2 separate regions of the Gossypium hirsutum genome follow, and region 2 is linked to region 1. A link is a contact called in public Hi-C data. All regions are on one chromosome and are shown on one strand. The core of a region is the stretch at or near the end of the contact, and the rest is flanking DNA. Distances in the headings are between cores, read along the strand shown. Region 1 has its middle 7.0 kb from the start of LOC107898447. Region 2 overlaps LOC107899494 (a long non-coding RNA gene).

What was found. A called contact is a pair of places that touch in the nucleus more often than the background predicts.
Region 2: a Hi-C map of leaf shows a contact between it and region 1, with 2.2 times the contacts expected there. The contact joins two enhancer-like sites. A contact is called at or near these places in 5 of 34 Hi-C or Micro-C datasets (callus, leaf and petal).

Annotation. Positions count from the first base shown.
Region 1 is chrD04:40,524,613-40,531,841 of Gossypium_hirsutum_v2.1, reverse strand. No RefSeq gene overlaps it. Among protein-coding and RNA genes, the nearest start is that of LOC107898447, 7.0 kb to the left of the region's middle. Within about 2 kb of position 2,646, at least 6 of the 9 cell types and tissues checked have an H3K27ac peak or open chromatin away from gene starts, as enhancers often do.
Region 2 is chrD04:40,714,804-40,722,032 of Gossypium_hirsutum_v2.1, reverse strand. All of the region lies in intron 4 of LOC107899494 (a long non-coding RNA gene), which reads right to left. Among protein-coding and RNA genes, the nearest start is that of LOC107899494, 6.3 kb to the right of the region's middle. Within about 2 kb of position 4,717, at least 5 of the 9 cell types and tissues checked have an H3K27ac peak or open chromatin away from gene starts, as enhancers often do.

The sequences.
Region 1 (7,229 bases), core at 1,397-3,896:
TTCAACACAACTGAATACTGGACAGACGTAACATATCTCATAACCAGCTTGACCCAACCCTTCCCAAAACCCGTCTTCAACATTAACTGTAATCAAGCTTTAGTGAAAAAGATCCTATCTTTTAAGACGGTTAATGTCATTCCACTCTATCGTATGTCTTGCTCGTATCCAACTTTAATGCAAAAGACCCTCTTCGACCTCCTTTTTTCTTCTTAAAAGCAGGCAGCAACTCAAAAGCCACTATGACATTAATCATAATCAACCTCTCCGGTACAAATACACTTTGCGCTTCATCAATGCAATGTGGCATTATCATTTGCAATCTATGAACAATTTCTTTAGTAATGATTTTAAGCAAGACATTGCAAAGGCTAATCGGTCTAAAATGTGTCATACTAACATGATTAGACTATTTTGGAATAAGCACTATATTAGTATAATTAATCTTCGACGTAGATCCTTCATTATTCAATATATCAAGGCAATAATTACTTACATCAATACCAACCATATGCCAGAATTGTTGATAGAACAAAGCTGGCATTCCATCTTCCCCCGGTGCCTTTGTAAGATGCATGCTTCGAATTGTCGCCACTACCTCCTCTTTCATAAATCTCGAACTCAAGAACTCATTCATGCCATCAGTAACATGAATCGGAATACCTGAACAGAGCCTTCTACTATCACATCTACCCTACGAAATAAATAACTCTGAAAAGTATCGACACATATTTTGCTCTATCCCTTCATCCCCTATCCTCACTCGTCCATCTCCATCCTCAAGTCGACTAATACTCTTCATCTTTTTACGCTAAGTTGTCATTCCATGGAAATAAACCTATATTTTGATCACCGTTTCTCAACCAATTAGCCCTTGCTTGTTGCTCCCTATACCTCTCCCCTTATCAATCTCCAAATTTAATTGTATCTTCATGATGATTAACTCTTCCAATATCTCATTATATGAAGATATGCTATTTAATTCTTCTAGAAGATGTTTTAATCTATCCATAGTCATTCGCGAACTCTGCCTAACCTTCTTTGCCCACCTCATTAAACCCCTCTCAACTGACTTAATCTTATCAGGCACCAATCCCTCCGAATTAATCAAAGCCGACGGACCTCTTCTTCGCATGATTCCTCAAGAATCCAAGTTGCCTCAAACTTAAAATTATGGTACCTTTGTTGCTGTCTCTCAACCAAACCACAAGTATTAAGTAAAAGTGGGCAATGGTCAGATACTGAATGCGTGCAGTGCTTAAGACTATAACTCGGAAATAAATCTCTCTCTCCTGGTGTTGACACCCCTCTATCAAGCCTTTCCCGAATATTATTATGAGTCAATTTTCCACGTTCCCACGTAAATCATTGGCCTTCATAACCCACATCTAGCAATCACAATCATCAAGAGCAAACCTAAAAGCTTCCATACAACTTTCATCTCTTAGGCTTCCCCCTTGTTTCTCATGAGAATACAAAATCTTATTGAAGTCCCCCATAACCAACCACGGTTCAAAGCTCTATGTTGATATGCCTCATAGTAAATTCCACGAATGATGCCTTAAACTTTCCATTGGATGCCCATAAAAACCAGTAAATCGCCACCTAGTAGCCTCTGTGTCACCTTCCACAATCATATCAATATGGTTCAATAAGAAGCTTCATAAGACCACCCTACACCCTTGTTTCCAACATAAAGATAATCCCCCCTTATACCTTCACTACTCACATCAATTCATTCTATCAAACCCCAACTACTTCGAACTTTCTCCATCTTAGAACTTTATAACTTAGTTTCCATGAAGAAAGCCACCTCAGGATTAGTCTCCCTCAACATGTGCCGAAAGCGACGTATCACCCGGGGGTTCCCATCCCCCGGACATTCCAACACAAGATTTTTACTACATTCGACTACCTTACCCTACAGAGCCAACCGATATCTCAGAAACATGAACATAATTATGTTCATCAAAAGTTCTCCCCGAATCCATCCAATAGAAACTTGAGAAAATCATGAACTACGAGGTCGTTTCTTCCCTTCCCTAACTTTTATGGGACAATCTCCCCCACCAGATCCCTATATGGATCCATATTCTCTTCCCCATCTAGATCAGACGTCTTTTTCCCCCTATTCAATCCTAGATTGGCACCCACATGCCTCAAAAAATCAGCATTTCGAAAAAAGCCTTATATATTCATTTGCTCCTATTCTTCTCCCATTCCCAACGACTTCCCCAACTCATCAAACTACAGCCCTTCCCTCTCCTCACGTAAACAACAGCTTGACGCCATCATTGCTCGTTTGGGAATCATTTTTATAGAAAGATCCCACTCAAACACCAAATATTTCTTCCCATGAACAATCCTTTCCAGGAAAAATCTTTCTGAATGTCCCAATCGTCCACACAGGAAACAAAACATCAATAATCTTTCATATTGAAAGCGTACATAAATGCAACCTTTGTTACCCAAAACAATTTTTTTCCTTCTCTTCATCGTATTCTTCACATCAATTCTTACCTGAATCCTCATGTAACTCTGATAACCTTTGCTTATGGATTTCGCATCACACTCTAAAAATTGTCCTAAGAAATCCCCAAACTGTTTGGCCATCATCTCAAAAATTAAACCCGCCGGAAGATCAAGATCTTGGATCAAAAATCTGACCAAAACAATGGCACAGCCAATGAATCTTCCCCTACCTTTAATCTGTGGAAAAGCAACAAATGGTTATTAAACATCCAAGGGCTTCCTTCTAAAAACCTGGCTAGATCAATCTCATAATAGAACTTAAAAAGAAATCATTTTCCCCCTAGATCTGTAATGGTCACACCCCCAAGCGGATGCTGTAAATTGGCTAAAGTTGTACGCATAGCCTAGAATTGAACAACACTAGCAGTCAAGAAACAGCCCACAACGCTCAGATCTTCCCCTTCCCTCCTCAATTCCTCCTCCAAATCAACTTACCATGCATCCTCCTCCCCTCCCCTTCAGCAATCGACAACGCCACTAATTCTTCCTCCATCGCACAGTCGTTGTCGTCAATCTTGTCCTTTCGCCTTGCATTGCGTGTAAAAGTTGTTGAACGAAGAGATTTATTTTGACTAAAATGTGCTATTAGAAGCAGACTCAGTAACATGCTATTGGTTCATAGAGTTATATCATTGGTTTTATAGAATGGCTTGATATCTAACATTAATTAAGGATTCTAGGAACTATAGTAATCGTATATAATGTGTATGTATATATTGCTTATTTCAATACATGTGCAATGAAGAGCATAAATAAATAAAAGAATTTACCCTAAAAAAAAGAATTTATATTGGTGTTGTTTTATATATATTTTGAACAAAAGAGTTTTAAGTACTAATATAGATTACTATTAGACAATTGGACAATCTGGAAAAAATATAAAAGGGAAAAAGATATAAAGTCAATTTATAAAATACTTAAATCAAAATCATATACTTGACAATAATATAGAAAAAAATTACACTTGTATTTATAGAGTTAGTGATGGTTAATTAAAATTTAAAAATAATTATGATTATCATAAGTATTTCTTATTTAATATAACAAGTTAATACCCTATATTTACACCAAGTGGCACTCTCACAATTTTTTTTCATTTAATTTTCTATTAGTTAATAAAATGTATAAAAATAAAACATATATTAACTAATATGTACAAAATTATTAGTATCATATGATTGAATATTAACCATCTAAGTTTACTGTATGCCTTCCTGTAGCATTTGGTTTAAGATTTGGTGGTTTCTTTAGAAAACCTGTTTTGACAACAGTGGGGTTTTGTGTAGAGTATGGAAGTGGCATTAGCATATCTTCAACTGGAAGATGAAGAGGGAAATAGGGAAGGAGAAGGATGGAAAAATAGATCCGTGGGAGAGATCAACGCAGGATATTTTCGATTTTTGTTTGGTGGGTTGTTTTTTGTTAACACTTCGGTGAGTAAATGTATTGTGTGATGAAAGAATAAAACTAACTCAAATATTGAAAATAGAAAACTAGAAAGTATATCTAGTATGAATGAATTCTTTGTATATCAGCTATTCTTCTTTTACACTATGGTATTTCTAGAGTACATTAGTAACTGCCATTGCTAACAACTTAACTGCTGAAGTAACAAACTAACAGCTAATAGACTTAGCTCAATAACAGAACTTAGCTAACACATTTCTAATTCATACTCTTAACATTCACCCAACTTTCCGAGAGGCAAAACCCGAAGAAGACTCCGAAATCGATCAAAGTAGGAGACAGAAAGTGGTTTGGTAAGAATATCGGCAACCTATTCACAGGCAAGAACCTCACCAATGATAACAGAGCCATCGGCTACCTTCTCGCGAACGAAAAACAAATCAAGCTCGACATGTTTGAATTTAGAATGTAACACAGGATTAGTTGCAACGACAACTGCTCTAGAGTTGTCACGCCAAATGGTAGGAGGATCAACACTCTGAAGGTGTAACTCTCGTAGCAATGAGACTAACCAAGCGACATCACTGGTAGCCGCAGCAAGACTCTGATACTCAGCCTCAACCATAGAACGTGAAACAACATGATATTTCTTTGAACACCAGAAGACAGGTGTGTGACCAAAATACACACAGTAGCCCGTCGTAGAGCGTCGATCATCAAAATCTAGCCCCCAGTTAGCATCTGCATATCCAACTTACTAAAGGCGGTCAGATGGATGAAAAATAATCCCATAATCGATTGTTCCACGCAAATATCACAGAATTCGTTTTAATGCTACCAGATGAACAGTAGCAGGTGTATGCATAAACTGGCAGATACAGTTTACCGCATAAGTAATACCAGGACGAGTTAGGACCACACACTATAAAGCATCTGCAAGACTTCTGTATTCGGTAGGATCACACAGACGATGGCCATCATCTTTAGAAAGAGTAGATGAGCTAACCATTGGAGTATAACCTGCTTAGCATACAACATAGAACTCCTGTCAAGTAAATCGTGAATGTATTTTTTTTCTAACAAAGATGAAGACACCCATTGGAAGAACGAGTAACCTCAATCCCTAGAAAATAATGGAGATCACCCATATATTTAAGTGAACACTCACCATTCAGCTGCTGAACAAAACTACTTATACAATCAGGGACATTTCCAGTAATAATAATGCCATCCACATACACAAGCACGTAGAGAGTGGAGCTAGTGGTAACCCAAACAAACAAAGACGCGTCAGATTTAGATACAACAAAGCCAACAGAAAGAAGAAAAGCCTTCAATTTATCAAACCAAGCACGCGAAGCCTGACGAAGCCCATATAAGGCTTTCTTCAGACGACAGACCAAAGGTTTGCCACTGGAATCACATTGGACATACCCTCGAGGTTGTTAAATAAAGACCTCGTCAATAATATCGCCATTCAAAAAAAGCATTGTTCACATCTACTTGATGAAGTTGCCATCCTTTTAAGACTGCAATGGACAAAATGACTCGAATAGTTGTAGGTTTTACCACTAGACTGAATGTCTCCTGAAAATCAGACTTAGGTACTTGAGAACATCCTTTTGCAACTAACCGAGCCTTGCGACGAGAAATAGTGCCATCAGGAATTTTCTTGACTTTGAAAAGCCATTTACACCCAATTGCCTTGTGATTCGGTGGTAACGGAACAAGATCCCATGTGAAATTATTAATAACAGCATTATATTCAGCTTGAGCAGTAGCACGCCATTCTGTGGTAGAAAAGGCCTCCTCAATCGTGCGAGGCTCAAAAACCTTAACAGACAAAGCTTTGGGCTTAAAAATGCTAGCTTTAGACCGAGTAACCATTGCATGAGTATTTGTTGAAGGCAGATAGGATGATGGAGGTGAAAAAGATGGAGTACTAGTGGTCGGTACAGTAGGACCGGGACTACTATCACCAGTGGGTAAGGAGACAGATCTTTGTTGCTCAGTGTTAGATCTTACCTCAGCCAGAGGAGTGTCAAAGGGAGAGGGTGATGAACAGGAACCATGATCTGAATTTGATGCAGGAACCTTCGCAACAAGTGGAACAAAAGTTGTTATAGACTCTGACGAAGACATGAATCCTATTGTAGTAGACGAAGAAGACAAAAACCGCTACTCATCGAACACAACATGACGCGAAACAATGATTTTACCATCTGGCAGAAGGCATTGATAGCCTCTGTGTTGAGGACTATATCCCAAGAACGTACAAGGTTGAGAGCGAAACTCCAACATATGACATAAAAATAGACGTAAATATGGGTGACAACAACACCTGAATATATGTAAATGATCATATGTGGGATCTTGTCCATAAAGAGCCTTATATGGAGTCTGACCATTCAGAACTGAAGTAGGAATACGATTGATGAGATGAACAGCACAGCAAAACGTATAGCCTCAATACTCCATAGAAAGATTCGCTTGAGCCAGAAGTGTGATACCCATATCCACAATATGTCGATGTTTGCGTTCAGCGACCCCATTCTGCTCAGAGGTATGTGGACAAGACAACCAATGAATAATCCCTTAAGTTGCTAAAACAGACGTGAAAGCTCAAAATTCTCCGCCCTAATCACTCTGAAATTGTTTTATAGTCTTCCCGAACTAAGTTTTGACTAACTTCTGAAACTGAACAAAACAATCTACTGCCTGAGATTTTTGACGAATAAGATAAAGCCACGTAAAACGAGTGCACATATCAATAAAGGACACATAATACCAATTACGACCACATGCAACAGATGCAGGCAGTACAAATATTGAGTAGAGTTGAGAAACGGCAACTTATGAGATTTTCCCTTTTGACAGGCAGTACAAATATTTTCAAGGCAACATTTAGCAGAAATAATTTTACATTTATTTAGAACAGTCTTAACAACAGAAGCAGAGGGATGACCAAGTTGTTTGTGCCATAGAGAAAAAATAGCACCACTGTCATCTTTATTCTGAAGACCAACATGAGTAGGAGTCGAAGCTTCAACAAACTGAGCAGACGCAACCGACGGAGAAAAATGATAGAACCCATCACGAATGTTGCCCCTCAGTAAAATTTCCCGAGTCACGATGTCCTTAACAACACAATACGTTGGATGAAATTCAAAAAACACATTATTGTCAGTGGCAAACTGAGATACAGACAAAAGATTTTTCTGGATATTAGGTACACATAAAACATTAGACAGGTGAAGCAATTTAGACTGTGTAGTTACAACTGAATTACC
Region 2 (7,229 bases), core at 3,468-5,967, 190 kb before region 1:
AACAAGATAGGAATAGTGGCCTATCAGCTTGAGTTACCTGCATGCAATATGATACATGATATGTTCCATGTTTTTTTGCTCAAAGAATACAGGGGACCTCAACCAGATGCGGTAGGAGGCTCAATCGAGGTTGACGAGAACTGTTAGTGCAGTGGCTAGGTTGTCCTCAAGAAGATGCCACCTGGGATAAGCTCAACTTCGAGAGGAGGAGTATTGATGTGGATGCCTTTATTGGAAAACAATATCAGAGAATGAAGGAATAGAAATGGAGGCGACATCAAATTAGAATTTATTTATTTCCTCTATTATATTAGATTTTTATTTTTGTTTCATTTATAAACTTTAGTTTTGGTAGTCAAGATCTTATAAGTTAGGGATATTTAGTTTATGTCATCAAGACTCCTTCCTTTGTTATGAAAAGTCTATAAAAGCCTGCCAATACTGAAAAAAAAAACAATTATTTTATTCTAAATGTTATTCTTAGAAGCTGTTCAGTCAAGGACGAATCTACCTTTCTGATTATCCATAGCTCAGAGCAAGAATTCTCTCAAGTCTAAACCTATGACTAGATCCTACGCCAAGATTCATAACATCTCCCTGATGTATCCCCTTAGGCGGAGACAATTCATCAGCCAAACAACCATTCCAAAACACTTGCATAGAGCTGGTAGTAACACAATACATAACAATTCCAATCAAGCAGCTAAGAAGCACATCTAAGTAACACAATACATAACAATTCCAATCAAGCGGCTAAGAAGCACATCTTCCATAAAAATCTTTTCTAGAAAATCCCAACGGACCCTATCATAAACTTTTTCCAAATTACCTTGATGGCTATCCAACCCCTTTTACCCTTCTTTAGGCGCATCGAGTGAATCATTTCTTAGGCAACTACTATATTAACTGTTATGGATCTAACTGATACAAAACTAACTTGAGTGGGACGATAAGTTTTGCCATGATGTTTTTCAACCGATTAACAATGATCTTTGTAATTATCTTGTAGAGCATATTACACAGACGATGGCACGAAATTGTGAGAGACGCTTAGGGCCAACAATCTTGGGAATTAGAACAAACAAAGTCGTATTAGGACTAACTGAGAAATTGTTTCCATTAAATGCACCATGGTTGCTAAGATGTTTAAAACTACTATAAGTTTGTCTAATAATAATTGATTTTTTATATATATATATGTTCCAAAGGGGAGTACACGTTTTTTCTAGCCATTGCTCACAATTAAATTTACAGTTTAAGATTACAACATGCCTTATTTTTTGTATTTCCTTTTCCTTTTTACCAAACATGAATTAAGAGCTTAACATTTGTTAACTGCCGACAAACTCTGTCCACTTTCTTTCCAAACAATGGAGACAAGTTAATTTTAATCTAAATTTATCTTCTTTTTTCACCATTACCATTCAAAGGATTAATTCTCGCCTCATTGCTATTTCAAGTGAAAATCAATGTTAAAAAAAAGTTTTAGGAGTTAATGCATCCATTTAATGGAAGAAGGTTTTCCTTTATAACAATTTTTATTTTATGATTAGTACATGCATTAAACTGAAATTTTAAATTTTAAATTTAAATACACTTATGATTATTTTTGGGCTAGATTTTACTTACAATGTTTAAAAATGTTCAAGGAAAAATCCGTGGAAAAAAAAAGAATCAAGAGGAAGCTTAGTGGCGAGAATTAAATAATTTTATTAGAATTTTCGTACTTGTGAAAAACAGTTAGTTTAAATGGTAAAAGAAGATGATAAATAGAGATTAAAAGATGAACTTCTCCATTGTTTTGATGAGATTTTTTCTTTGTTATTTTTGTTTCTCTTTTAATTAATTATTGAGGATATTAAAATGCATGCGTACCTCAGATGCCACATCTTTTCTAGCTCGTGCGAGAACAGCTCAAATTCTGAAGAACTTGCAATTTATTCATGATCTAGAGGAAGAAGATGCCTGACTCTCCTTTTTTTGGGGTTTTGTCAAAAAGGGGAGCAATGCAATAGTAAAGATTTTTAATTTTATGAGTTCGTTTTTTAGGGGAGTTCTGTATTTTGGATTTGATGCTTTTCAACTTTTAGACTTTAATTATAAGTGTTTTGTAACTTGATGTTTTACCAAAATATCAAAATGGGAAATTGTAAAGAAAAATGTTGTCGAGGCAGTTGTAGGGGTCTTTCGGACCACTTCAACAAACACAACTTCCTACCACAACTTAATATGCTTAGTTGACATTTTCTTTTTACTTTTTTTGTAACATCCAAAAATTTAGGACATGTGTCACTATTTAAATAAGTGAATTTCCACGAAAATTTGAAAAGTTGTCAGATAAAGTACTTTTTTTATAGAAGTAAAGTGATTTTGGATATAGGAATTAGTGAAAAGAATTTTAGAAATGAAAACATAAAAAGGACTAAATTGTAAACTTTAAAAACTTTAGGGATTAAAGTGTAATATGACCAAATTGAGAAAAGTTATTAGTGATGACTTGGTACGATAAGTTGGAATATGTATTGGTAGGGTGAAAATCACTTTTGGAACCAAATTAGAAAATTGGAAAGTATAAAGACTAAATTTTAAATTTCTTAATTTTTTCAAGAAAAGAGAACAGATGCAATTTTCACCATATGTGGAGTTATATTAAAGATTATAAGTGAATTATGAGATTTGAGATTAATAAATTCATATTGTTGAGAAAAGAATCATACAAAGAATAAAAAATGAGTAAAATGATAATTTTGCCACAAAAGAGTAAATTGGCCATTTCTCAAATATTTTATGATGGAAATATTACTTGGATATATTAGACTTGAATTGAGACCATTGGGTTAGGGTATATGTAAATTGGGCTTCAATTAGTGATATTAGACTTGAAATTTTATGTGTTCTTGGAGGACATTTGTGTGATTTTTAAAGGAAAGAAAAGAATGGAAATCAACCCCATCAGCCTTTTCTAGCTGCTGGCCAACCAACCTTCTTCCTAAGGAAGTTCTCTTCTTTTTCATCATTTTTTTATGTTTTTCCCTAAAAGATTTTTAAAGAATCTTAACACTTAACCTTAAGTTTTGTTGAAATCAACCTTCTTTCATGTATTTCACCATTATTTCCATCATTTTTGGTTTAGGGTTTATGTGATTTTAGAGAGAGAAGTGAAGCTTCAAAAAGATAATTTGTTAGAAAAAAATGCTTTTATTGGAACTTTGAGGCATATTTTCAATAGGTAAAGATAGAGAGTTGAATCATTAAATTATAGTTTCATATTCTACTCCATAATACCTTTATAACGGTATATCATATGCTCAAAATGGTTGAAAGATGAATGAGAAATTGATGCTCAAAGTAAACAACTTAAAAATATTGTTGAGGAAAAATAAAAGCTTAGATCCCTCATTGGTTAAATACCAAAGAGTTTGATGTGTTAATATATGTGAACCTTTTTGAAAGGTAATTGAATGACTAAGTTTGTAACTTTGCCTTGTGCGTAGGGAAGGGGGTTGCAGGTCCAAACCGGACGGGGTTATGCTACACTCGCACGACATAAGCAACGCAAAATGTTTAGATCGGTCGAGCCCAAATAAGCCTACAAAAATTTTAGCCCAACATGAATTTATTTTCCTCTCTGCTTATATAAGGATACTTATCTTATTAATTTGATTCCAATGAATTTGATTAAATCTTTTAATCAAATTGATTTAATGGCAAATTTTGTGGAATTTTTTTTCCAAAATTTCAACATTCTTCATGCTTAGATAGAACCGAAACTCTGTTGCTCTCAAAAATCTTCCATTTCCTCTTCGTATTTTCAAACATTTCGTTGTTAGAAAAAGGCTTTGTTTGTTCAATTGTTGTAGAGATGTTGCTACTTTGATCACTGTTGTTGTTGTTGTATTCTTGGGGACATTCGACTTGTAGCAGCCCAATTTAGACCCTAGTTAGAACAATAATTTTGGGACCACAAATCTAAAGTCATAAAAATATTTTAATATTATTTTTAGTGTTTATAGCATGTTAATTGAGATGTGTAAAAATTTCGTGATTTAATTTTATCGATTGGATAGTTAATTTGATAACAGGACTTAATTGTGTAAAATGCAACAGTGGCATACTAATAAGTGTTTATTTGCTATGATTAATTAATTATGAAGTCCTTAAGTGTTTATCTGTCCCTTGGTTATTTGAGTGGACGGTTTTGGGTTTAAAATATATGCTTTTTTTATATTAAATTATAAAGGTTAGTTTTGTAAAATTAGCAAAATATGTCAACATAATAAAACATTAAAAAACATGCATTGGTTCATCTTTCTTTCACCGAAACAAGAAAAGAAAAAGCGGGTTTTAAAGCTTTTGAACATTCGACCTTGGTTCAAACATGATTCAAGGTTAGTTTTTGCTCGGTTTTGATAATTTTTATATTTTTGAGATCATTGCTTCGTATACTAGCTAGCCCATGTTAAAATTTTTGAATTTATTGATGTATTTAAGATTTTCAATTGATGATAGCTTGTGGTTTTTGTTGTTTGATGATGAAAAAAATATATAAGTTGTTAAATTGTCAAGTTTAATTAAGATGAAATAAAAAGTCTGCTAAGTTAGCACGTCTGTCTGCTCTCTCTAGCAGTTTTAGGGTTTTCTTGGTTTTTTGGTTCTGATCTTGTTGTGACGGTATCGCTTTATCCAGGTTTTCTTGTTACGTACTCTACTAAGGCTCTGAGTTAGTATGGAGGGAGAACTTGTGGGATTGTCGCTGGAGGAGGAAGACGAAATTCTCCAAATTCAATCTGATGTGGAAACGAATGGAGAAGTGGAAGTTTCGCAATTGGTAGGACGTTTTTAACAGCGAGCATTGTCTATTTTCCAGCAATGAGAAATACAATGGCAAACGTGTGGCATCCACTGAAGGGAGTCCAAATTAGAGATCCGGGGGAGAAAAGGTATTTATTTCAATTTTTTTCACATTATGAATCTCGAAAGGGTTCTAAATGGTTCACCTTGGACTTTTAACAATCATTTATTGATCATCCATAAATTGCAAAGGGGAGAGGATCCTTTAATGATCCCTTTAATACACTCACCTTCATGGGTCCAAATACATGATGTCCCAAACGGTTTTGTATCGGAAAATTTGGCAATTCAAATGGGGAATTCCATAGGGGAGTTTACGGAATATGATGGATCAAATATGGGGATAGAATGTAGAAACTTCATGAGGATTCGTGTCAAAATTGATATAAGGCGTCCATTAAAAAGGAAAAAACAAGTAATGCGCCATGGAAAATGCTCATATGTTCGATGAAGCAAGGATGGTGCTAGGTGTGGAAGCTAAAGAGATGGGGTGGGATTTATCACTTAGAGCGCAATCTCGTCGAGCTCAAACAATGACAAGTGTATGGTTGCGAGAAGAAAGTGAGGGACAAGGGAGAGGAAGTACTGGGGAAAGGCATAATAGGGGGCAAATGACAGCAGTCTAATGGAAAGTAGGGGCAGTAGGGAATTTCTTGATCCAGTTTTGGGAATAAATTTGACGGGGAGGGAATATTACACAGCAAAAGGTAATGGGAACTGGAGTGGTAATTTGGAGAATAGTTCAATGGAACATGATATTGAAGATGAGGTGATTGTTGGGGAGGAGGGCAAAAAGAGATATAGAAGGGAGATGGAAGATGCCTTGGCCAAAGATGAGACTAACGTTTTGGCGTAAAGGAGCAAGAGAATTGTGGAGGTTAGTCATCATTTATCAGCGGCTGCCAAGAGGCAAGCCAACCGATCGCAATGAAAATTTTAAGTTGGAATATCCGTGGATTGGGGAGTCCACAGAGAATTCGAAGACTTCGGTATATGCTGAAGTTGTATAATCCCCATATAGTCTTCTTTATGGAGACAAAAATTAGTAGCAGTCATATGGAAAAAGTTAGAAGTTGTGGGTTTCTTAATGGCATTGATGTTGGTTCAGATGGTTTTAGAGGTGGGCTATGTTTGGCCTGGAGAGCAGGGAAAAATGTTCAGCTTCAAAATTTTTCAAAATGACATATTGATGTGATTATTGATGAAGTTGAAGAAGGGTGCAAATGGATGTTTACCGGTTTTTATGGGTCTCTATATCCATAAGAAAGAGCAAAGGCATGGAATCTATTACGACACTTAGGCACAGCTGGGGAGTTACCATGGATGGTTTGTGGAGATTTTAACGAAATTATGTATAGTTTTGAGAAAAAAGGTCCATTACCAAGAGAGGAAGGACGAATGGAAGTTTTTCGTAAGACATTAGAGGACAGCAGCTTATCTGATTTGGGATTCATTGGAAATTGGTTTACATGGGAAAGAGGGAATCTTCCTAAAAATAATATCCAAGAACAGTTAGATGGGGAGTGGCGAATGAATAATCGTTGCAAAAATTCCCTAAATTTTAGATTCAACACCTTCCGCATACGTTTTCTGATCATTGTCCTTTATTGGTTGATACAAAAATGGAATGTAGAGAAAGAATACAAAAAGATTTCAAGTTTGAAGCATGGTGGGTGCTAGAGGAATCATTCTTAATTGAGGTGAAAAGTATTTGAGAGTATCCTGAGGGCGAGTTCTTGAGCAAGTTAAATAGTATGAAATGGGGATTGGAGCAATGGGCCAGACAAGTTTGAAGATCTAGAGAAGGAAGGAAAAAATCGTTATCCTCAAAATTGGTCACATTATTAGAGGCTGAAAGAGATGAAGTTAATTTAGTCGATCTGATTGATACGAAAATCCAACTGAATTTGGGGATTGAAAAAGACGGGTATTGGGAACAAAGAGCGAGGGTCGACTGGTTGAACCTTGGGGATAAAAATACAACTTTTTTCCACAAACAAGCAGCACAGAAGCAGCAGAGGAATTTGATATGTAAAATGCAGTATGATGACAGGTGGGAAACGGATGATCTTAATGAAATGGAAATGATAGCCAGAACATATTTCCAAAACTTTTTTCGGCTGGGAGAAGAGTTAATTATGAGCATGTTTTATCTGGAGTTTCTCAGTGTATATCAGATGAAGACAATTTAATGCTAAAAGAGAGATATACAAAGGAAGAGATACAGCAGGCTTTATCGGAATTAGGAGCCACAAAGGCACCAGAGGAAGATGGTTTTCCTGCATTATTTTATCAGAAATGTTGGACGATTATTGGTGAAGAGGTAACTAATTTTTGTCTCAATCATTTGAATGGAGGGATAGAGATTGGCCCTATCA